Linked DNA regions of Drosophila melanogaster: all the other regions are linked to region 3. A link is a contact called in public Hi-C and targeted proximity ligation data. All regions are on one chromosome and are shown on one strand. The core of a region is the stretch at or near the end of the contact, and the rest is flanking DNA. Distances in the headings are between cores, read along the strand shown.

Evidence for each region. A called contact is a pair of places that touch in the nucleus more often than the background predicts.
Region 1: a contact with region 3 is called in a Hi-C map of the Kc167 cell line, with 3 times the contacts expected there.
Region 2: a targeted proximity ligation map of the Kc167 cell line shows a contact between it and region 3, with 3 times the contacts expected there. A contact is called at or near these places in 2 of 107 Hi-C or Micro-C datasets (the Kc167 cell line and eye imaginal disc) and 2 of 7 datasets of targeted methods (both in the Kc167 cell line).

The regions. Positions count from the first base shown.
Region 1 is chr3L:10,770,003-10,773,267 of dm6, reverse strand. It overlaps CG43245, which reads right to left and starts at 1,343. Exons shown (of 4, transcript NM_001274759.1): 1 at 905-1,343; 2 at 716-828; 3 at 39-480. The coding sequence starts at 912. The coding sequence ends at 401.
Region 2 is chr3L:10,849,093-10,852,261 of dm6, reverse strand. It overlaps lncRNA:CR45169 (long non-coding RNA:CR45169), which reads left to right and starts at 1,572. Exons shown (of 2, transcript NR_124862.1): 1 at 1,572-1,678; 2 at 1,760-2,192. The region is part of intron 1 of tna (tonalli); the gene reads right to left.
Region 3 is chr3L:11,007,460-11,010,906 of dm6, reverse strand. It overlaps klu (klumpfuss), which reads left to right and starts at 1,719. Exons shown (of 3, transcript NM_001300095.1): 1 at 1,719-2,557.

The DNA of each region.
Region 1 (3,265 bases), core at 94-2,593, 240 kb after region 3:
CCAAATGGGATTATTTGATTATTCTATCATACTTTTACCTTTCCCACTCGTATTAAAGGGTATAAAAACGGTCGAGTTAGCAGGTAATGGAATGGGTATCCCTATCGTAACCCCAACAGGTTTCGATCGTCCGATCGGTCCTTAACATCCTCCTTCTCGAATGGTTGATTCTGCTCCCGTTGCCGCTTCTGTCACCAGACGGCGTTTCCAATGCACTTGGCCCCCAACTCCTTCCTGCGGCACAAAGCGGTCATCATCGTCGTCATCAGCTAAACCATCGATGTGTGTGGCCCGGCCCTTTTGGGTTTGGGGTCTTAAAACTGGGATGGGATCCGTGGATGGGGGGACTTGAACTGAACTGGGGACTTTGGGCTCAGTTGTCGGCGCCGCTGGAATGCTGTTAGTTATAAAATGGCCACAAAATCATAACGCGGGCGTGGGCTGCCACTGGACTCAGTCGCACTGCTCTTTCTTTCTGCACTGCAAGAAAAAATTAATAAAGAAAAATTTTTAAAAATGCATAGCAAAAGTATTCTTGCTAATTCAATTATGATAAATCTAAGATATACCAATTATCTTAAAATTATGATATGACCATAGTCAGTTCTTGAAATAAAAGTTTGCAGTTTCTTTAAATTAATGACAATTAATATTAAATAATTCATTATAATTTGATCTACTATTTTCTCGCCCTGTGTAACCCGAATCCCCGAACCTGATATGACCGATGACGAGTTGCTGCCTCCGTCGAGGTTTCCGTCCAGAATATGTGTTCTGTCCAACTCTCTCCCACAGCATCCACGCATTTTTGTGTTTGGTCCGTCTGGGCTGGAGGTTTGTTTTTTTTTTAATGGAACCCCAGTCGAATGGGCTGAGTGTGAATTGAAATGTATTTTTTACATACCCGTACATGTGTTCTATGCCAGTCGATTGGATCTCGAAAATCAAATCAAAACTCGTCGTCGTTTTATGGCTTTTTAGAAACTCTAGGAACTCGTTTTTGTTCGATTTGTTTCTGTTTTGTTTTCCCTCGGTCTCTGTTTGTTGTTCTCGTTATTATTATTATTATTATTTTTCTATACCCATTTCAATGTGTCGGCGGCGTTGGTGGCTCGCTTTGAATAATGATGATAAGGCCCCAGACTCGCCTCTTCTCGATACCAGTTGATTCTGATTCTGAATCCGATTCCGTACCAATCCGTCCATCCATACAGCTATCCATCCATCCATCCATCCGTCCAGCAACCCATCTCCCTCTCACGGCGGCTTGATTATTGATTTATTGTCTGCTTTTTGGGTCTGTGTCGCACAGGTAAACGGGAAAGAAATCGTCACGGATACGCAAAACGGTCAGCACACCGAAATGTATCTCGGGCTTTGCTTTTTGTATCTCCGTCGACCATGCAGATACATTTTTGAAGCGCACGCTTCAGCATTTCTTATGTTGTTGTCATCAATTTAACAACAACGACATCGTCGGACAACAAAAGAGCCCAAAAGAACTAAACCGATCCGAGCTGAGCTGAGCTGAGCTGAACTGAACTGAACTGAACCCAACGCTGAAACGAGAAAAAGAAAACATTCTTGTCGACTTGATCCCGAAACGTTCTCATAATTTGTTTGCGACTCCCCCCTATACCATACCATCCATACCATTTGGCCATTGTGCGACCGCGGACTATGAGAAAGATTTTATTTCGTTCAAGTGGTTTTTGATTTAACACCAAACAACCAAGCAAAGAGTGGAAAATATTTTAATGATGCGTCGACGACGTCGCTGCAACTGAAAAACAAAAAAAAAAAGAGGAGAAATAAATGGAAAACAAAAAGATTTCTAACTTGTTTTTCGGTGGCCTTTCTTTTTTTTCCGCTTCTTCGGCGGTGTGTTGTTCTCAATTTATTTGTGGCTGTTGGATTCGGAAGACATTCGTTCGATTGATTAGCTCGCTGGGAAAGCTGGCGATCACTTTCGAATCGAGGTCGTATTAAATGGGTTTTATCACCCCTTTTCTTCTTGCCGAGGGGAAGGGGGGTATGAGTTCTGGTATGAGTTCGCACCGGAAGGGTTAAACTCGAGAGTGCTGCACTCGACAAGCTGCCAATGAGGTCCTGCAATTGTCCAGGATCCTGGTTCCTGTACGATGCGGTTTAACATCTGTCACGGCTGTTTCCTTCCTGGGACCAGCAAAAAAAAAAAAATATTTAAAAAAAAACCGACGACAATAACAACTAAAACCGCATCGTGGGCTTTGGACGTAAGCAGGCAAAATATTGAGCAGCTTTTATGAGGTATTTTAACAATAATTGACATACATTTATGACCATAAAGAAGGGAAGAGTAGGGCTTATAGGTTCAGTGATCGAGTTGGTCGGCTGCAAAGGGAAGTTGATTAACAACATCCAACCACAAGAGATTGCGATGACTAACCAAAACTATAAATAATCCTAGGTGTTAATCTAACTAAAGTGTGTGAAATAATGTGCACATTTAGCTGTTTGTTAATTTATACAAAGAATCTAAAAATAAGATAAGACGACATGGGTTTCTGTAATGGGCTTATATTAAGGAACAACATAAATGTTACAACAGCTAAATTAATACAAGCTCTTGAAGGATTTAAATAGCCAACCATATAACTTTAAAATTATATTAGCGTATAATATAAATACAAACTATTAAATGAAATACTATTGTATTTATAGTTAATGTGACTGCCTCGAAAACAAACATCTAGATGCAAAATGCATTACGTTTTCCAATACACTACACATATTAGGGTGATTTATTTTCGCCTTAGTGCATTCATAATTTGCTGGCAACATACATATTTTAGCAATAAGTGCAGGAATATATTTTACATCTCGAGTATGTAAAAGCCACTCAACGGGTTTCCCTCTTCTGGCTTTTGATATAAAGCCGACTGCTTAATTCCCCCCATCCTCTGGCCATTACCTTTCCCCCGTCCATCGAGAATACCCCTTCACTCTACTCCTTCAACTAATGTGACACTAATCATGTGACCTCGAGTGCCGCTGGCCACATTTTTATGACCGCTTTGCACGCTGTTTACACACGACAATCGTCGATCGACCAAAGTTTTCCAACATTCTCCGGAAAGAAGAACAGAACAGACTAGAACACAGGACGGAAAGTAAAGAAAATGTGATCCATTCATGAAAGAAATGCCATTCTAATGCTTTCTTCTCACTGCGCCTCTATTGTGGCACCTTTTCATTGGGTTCTCCTAGGGGGAAATCAACAAAC
Region 2 (3,169 bases), core at 323-2,822, 160 kb after region 3:
AAAAATGAAAAAGAGCTGCTTTTTTAATCCAATCACTTTGAAATTCGAATTAAGATCGGCATGAAGTTATGTTTAATTTGAAATTAACGCAAAAAAATTATCAACTAATTTGCTCAATTTAATCTTTGTTGTTTAATTATAATACAACCTAAATGGGAAGTAAGAAAACTCTTGATATAGATTTTGGCAACAATTTGAATGATACTATAATAAAATAAAGTAAACTAGGCTGTAATTTTACAATTTTTTTTGATTGATGTTTTTTAATTTGAATTATAATATAGTGCGGTAATATCAAAACTGAAAATTTGACCCAAAGAAAAATGATGCGTTTATAAAATTAAATAAAATATGTATCAATCTTAAACAAATGAAAATGAGTTTGCATTGTGTTCAGTGTTATGGGGACTTTGGTGGGTACTGTGGGGCCTTCATTTCTTTTGTCGCTGCTTGCTTTTTTGCGCTCCGCTATAAGTATCTGTTGGATAAATATGAGGTTAAAGCGCTGCCTGCTGCCTGATGCCGTCTGTCTGCTTGTAGTTTCTTCACTTCACCTTAGTTCAGTTCACTTGCATCTGTATCTGTATCTGCACCAGAAGTATCTGTATCTGTACCTGCAGCTGCAGCTGTAGTAATACCCAACTCGAACTCGAACCCAAACCCGCACCCGTATCCGTATCTGTATCTGTATCTGCATCTGCATCTGTGTGTTTTTCATTGGGTCTCTGCTCTGGAGTCGAGTGCAGCGCATTTTGATTGTTCGCCTGCTCTTTTGATGAAAACATAAATATCACAACGCCGCCGAGAGAAAAGAGCCCGAAAAAGAAGCCTCAAGACATCCAAGAAGTGGATGAGGATGAGCCACATGGCGATGGCGATGGCAATGGTGATGATGGCAATGGTGATGATGATGATGGCTTCCACCATCGGAATTTCTATTTAGCTCTCTCGATTCCTGTTCTCGCATTTGAAATGAATGAAAATGTTTTTCCTCTTTCCCGCTCTCTTTTTTTCCTTTTCTTTTTTGTGAGCGTTGTAATACAACTTCTGGAGTTTTCTGGGTGTTTTTTTGTTTTTTGCCTTTTCCGTGTGCGGTAAATTGATACGGCAATGGTGGCTTAACACCGGGCGCATAACTTCTCTTTTAATAAGCCTAATTAAAGCCACAGAAAACACCATTTGGCTTGGGCTATTCCTGCAGGCAGGCTTAACAGTGTTAAATTGGGTTTTATTAGAGATTAAAATTGATTTCGGTGTTTCGGCAGCGAGTTGAAATATCAGGAGATTGAAAATTGGATTGAAGATTTAATTTTTCAGTTCGTGCAAGAAGATCAAATTTCAGGAAGTGGTGGTTGAAAGTAATTGAATTTTAATGTTATTGTCAGCAAATGCTGAATACAAATTATGATGGGAGATTATGGAAATGAGCATATTTGGAATATAATATTATGAGCAAATGAATACAAATGTTAATACTATTCTAAAATGGTATTGTAGTAATATTGAGGAGTTTTTGAAATATTTGAAGTATTTGCTTTATGTTGCATTTTGATTTTAGAATCCATTCCTTTAGAAGACCCTATTTTGTTTGTCGATTAATTATGCTGCCCCCCAAGAAATGATTGAGCACGTCTAAAAATAAGTCGGATATCAGGGAGAAATCCCATAAATTTTTGGGGTGAGTGCGAGTGAGTGCAGTACATCTGCATACCCCTCATTTTACGACCCTCCTCGAATAACTTAATAATTATTCATGCAGTTACCCGACGCAATTACAACAAAAGTGGATGCCACATGCCCACGCTTCAAAAGCGCAACAACAAGAGCGATAAATAAAAACAACGATCGACAACAAACAAACAACGAATAACGAACAACAAAGTGAAAAGTGCGTTGTACATAAACGAAATCGAAACGAAACGAATAATAAATGAGAGGAAGAAGGAACGACAATACTTTATATAGTTGAATGACTGAACCAACCCGTCAACCACACCAACGACGAACAAATTAACACACAAAATACTTATGCGCAATAACAACAACAATACCAATACCAATACCAACACCAACAACAACAACAACTTGCCCTCTTCACCAACAAAATTATCTTAAAAACACCAAACAAGCTGAAAGAAAAAGGAAATATGGAAAACACAAGCCAACAAAAAATCTGAAAATAAAAATACATTAAACGAAATAAGATGAATACCAAACAAATAAAAAATTTATGCGTTGCACTTGGTTGTGAAGAGTGCGAGGGGGATGGGGCTAGGGGTGCGATAGAGACGGACAGTGAGGGATTGTATAAATGGAGGCGAGCGAGAAATTATGCCACAATCAAGTACAACACAGCAACAACAACAACAACAACAAACAGAGAGGAAAATTCCTTCGGAAAAATGCGTGGTGATGGGAAAACCGAAGTTAGAGATGGTCAAATTTATCTGGGATCAGATTGGGCACATAAAATCTTCAAAGAAAACTATTTAAATCCTAAGCACCATTAAATTTATAAGTTGGAATATAATTTTGAAATCAATTTTCGAAACTGATCGTACTTATTGCTAAGAACAAATTTCTTATTTTAAAAATATTGGGTTTTATTGAACTAAAATAGGAATGATATTTACCATTTAATACCTTTCGTTAAATTACTAATAATAATTCTTAAACTTTGTAAGGTAATTTAAGTCCGCCATTATTGTTAATATTAAGTGAATTAAAATTGAAAAAAAAAAAAACAGTTTAACGCCACTTCTAATTTAAAGTGAACATTAAATTATACAGAATACGCAATTAATCGCCTTTTTTCCAAAATTATATGGTGAGTGATTCTTCTTTGTCATCTAATGAAGGTAATCCAAACAAAACCCTAAGTGTTCACCTTCCAAAATCACCGTCGTCATAGAATAATCCACTCATCGCAGTCATCGCCCAAATGGATCAGTCAGCTTGCGATCATATCAGAGCAGAGAGATATAGTAGAGCAGATCACCTCCAAAACGCACACAGATACAAGGCAGATGACGATGGTGTTCGTATTCCATCGCGATGATGATCATGATCGGCGGTCAATGATAATTTCATTTTGTTTTGTTTTTGCGTTTGCATGCGACGCCGAATCGCTTTCGGATTCGGAATCTGAATCTGAATCTGAGTGACTACC
Region 3 (3,447 bases), core at 470-2,969:
TATAATACCAATAAGCATGTGGCATATAACTTATAGCCAAACACCTACGTTCACTTTTGGCTCTTTGCAGTGCTTCTCTTTTTTGAAAGACCCACGAATTTTGTACGAATCGCGTAAACGCGTTTATTTTCCCTGCCCACAATCACACACACACACACTTAGAGATAGTGGTGTGGGTTGAGTATCTGCGTGTGCGTGTGTGTGTGAGTGCGCCACTATTCGTTCATTCACAAATTGTGTTGTTGCTGCCTTGGCATGCTTTTGCTTTGTTTTTTCTTTTTTTTGGTTTTTTCTCAATTCAGTTTTGTTTTGTAAACACACACATACACACCTGGATGGAGGCGCACACAGATACACTGACACCTCGGCAGCTGCGCCACACACACAACCGCACACACGGTGTGCAAAGAGAGAGAGAGCGCGCTCTCTCTCTCTCTCGTGCATCGGCATTTCAAGTTCAGATATCGTATCTGTGAAGTTGTTTTGCCGGCATTTCGATTCTCACGAGCGCAGAGAGAGAGACCGAAACTGTATCTGTGTGCGAGCGAAACGTGTGTGTGGTATAGGTGAGAGAGTTTATCCGACGATTTTATCCGGGCCTTCAATGCGGCTCAAAATCAGTCAACTGCGATTTTCTTATAATGCAAGTTGGCTTATATGCATGTTAGACAAAAATAACTTCATGGGTACAAATGAAAGTCTAAAATTAAACAAATATATATTTTAGATCATTTTGTAGCGCTTTAATTTTTTTGCGAAGTTAAACAAAAAAGAGTTCCAATTAAGAATATTATATTATTTTTAAAAGAAAATAAGTTCAAAGCCAAGAATTATTAAAAACTAGACTAATTAAATTTCAATCAAAAAGTATTGAATTTACATTTTTGCTTTAGAGAATGTTTGAGTTTTAAACTGTAACTAAAAACGCTGCTATTACTATTTGTAAAACATTTTAATAAATTATATATTTGAAATTGTTTTGTAATTGTTTCTAAGATTAGAAGGCCCTTAAAGTCGATAAAGTACTAAACGCATAAATCAAAATTTTTTGGCTTCTGAGCAATGTAAGTTTAGTTTAGTTTAGAACTCAAATGAAAATGAAATGCTGTATTAAGAAGAAAGGGCTCAATTAAGTGACATATATTGCTCGAAGGATGCGAAAAGTGACCTAAAAGCCGGCCAACTTCCCAAAGGATTCAACGAGCGCTGCTTCTATTTGCCTTCGCCTTCTGCAAGACAGTGGAAAAGACATCCGCTTGGATTCGGATTTCGTTAGCTTATCTTCGCATTCGATGTTATATAACGCCAGTCGGTGGAAGTGGGAGGTGCCTATTCGGAGCTCGACTCGCAACTGGCGACCCAAAAGCGCCAAATGCAGCCGAGTGCCCCCATTGGCATAGAGTTTTGAGCAATTAGAAGCCCACGCAGCCATAAACAACAACTGCTCGGGCGGGCGGAGAGTGGGAGGAGAAGCTCTTCGAGCAGCTCCCACCGAGAAAAGCGGAACACAAAAAAAAAAAAAAGAACTAGAGAAATCTCCACTGCACGTGCTGCTCTTTCTCGCTCTCTCGCGACTTTATCCGGCGAATGAGAGGCCAACAGTCGGCACTAACACACAGATACCGCCGCCTGTTTGCCTCGGTGTGGGTGTCTCTCGGTGCGATGGTATTGGTGCCTGGTATCGTCGCTGTACGAGTGGCGACTCTACTCAGAAGTCAGTTTCTTGCTGGGCAGTGTCGGTTCAGGTTCATCGACGCTCCGCACGCGCTGCCGCAAATTCTTCAGTGCTGAATAACCAAGACGCGTCTTTTTCGGACCCAAAAAAAAAGAAAAATATATAGAAAATATATCCGAACGTAACGTAATCTTCGCAGTGCGCTTACAGACTCCCCCTCCAACCCGCCACACAAAAAACTCTCTTTCTCTCTCTCTCCGCGAAGAGAGTTTCAGTGGTTGGTTTGGATAGGTCTTGGTGGTTCGGTGTTGCCGTCGCTGCTGCCGAAGCTCTGCCGACGCCGACGACGACGCCACGTCGGGAAAACCAACCTCTTGCAGTGAAAATCTTTTCGTACGTTTTCGTTATTTGTTATTCGCACGTTGACGCGACGAGACCGCGAAACACGACAGCACGAAACTGCAGCCCAAAACTGCAACTGCAACTGCAACTGCAACAATAACGATCGCGCGTGCAACAACAGCAATTCGAAATCTAATAGTGGCAAGCTGCAAAGTATCTAAACGCCTAGAAATCCGTAAACTAAACTCGCCAAATCATTTAAAATCAAGTGAAAAGTGTGTGTCTTAACAGCCCATTAAGTAATATAAATCAATTAAAGCCGCAAAACACACAATAAGCCAAACACGCAAACGCAGCATAAGCACAAATAATACATAAAAATAAAAGAAGTGTGATATTTTGATATTAGCAATTAGAGTTTACACAACGCAGCCTAAAAAATATTTGTTAAATGTGTTTTGCCACCCCGAAGGCAAAAGCTACAAATTGGATAATGCTTGGATAATTCCCCTCCTACAAAAAAAAAAAAAAAAATTAAAGGTGAGTTCGCGAGATCGCTCAATTTGCCGACGGCTTAGTCATTTGGACAGCCGAAAGAAAAAAAACTATAAAGTGCCATCTCAGCTGTGCTGTTTGGTTGGTCGAAATGTGTCAAAAGCTGAGCTCCAGTTACGAATAGGATCGGTTTACCATAACACTCAGCGTAATATCAGATCGGCGGCTATATGCTATATACATATGTACATATGTATGTGTGTGCTGCAATCGATTGCACCCATGAATGATGGACTGATGATGAGTCCATATCAGCACGGGCCCCCTCCAGTGGCATCATCCACATCATCATCATCATCATCATCATCATCATCCCAATCTCATCTCACTCCCATGCCATATTGACTCTATCTATATTGACGTCAATCGCAGCAGCAACTTGACATCGCCGATCTGCAGATCGTGTGCCTGGCAAATTGACGCACACAAAAGCGAGTGAGATAGAGAGCCTGGTAGAAAGATAGTACTAGGACCCTTAGCCCCAGTTTCCTCACATCCAGTTGCAGCTCCAGATTCCCACTTCCAGTTTTAGCCAGTCTCGGGGAATTTTAATTGCCCATCTTGGCCAAAAGCAGAGCTGGGCTGCACTCCCTCTCTCTATCTCTCTCTCTCTCTCTCTCTATGTGAACTATGCCAATTGTCTACACCTGAGCCGAAGAACTGCCCGTCTGGCTGACAAATTTGTATGCACGCGCTTCAAAAGTGCAATATTAATTAATTCCAGCAACTCGAGACACGGGCAGCAACAACATCAACTGATCTGTATGCAACAGAAGTTGCAAGTTGCTAGTTGCTAGTTGCTTGTTGCAAGTTGCTGGTTGCTAGCGGTTGCTACTTAGTCGAGGCAATTAAATCGTATGTCATTCATTGGTAAT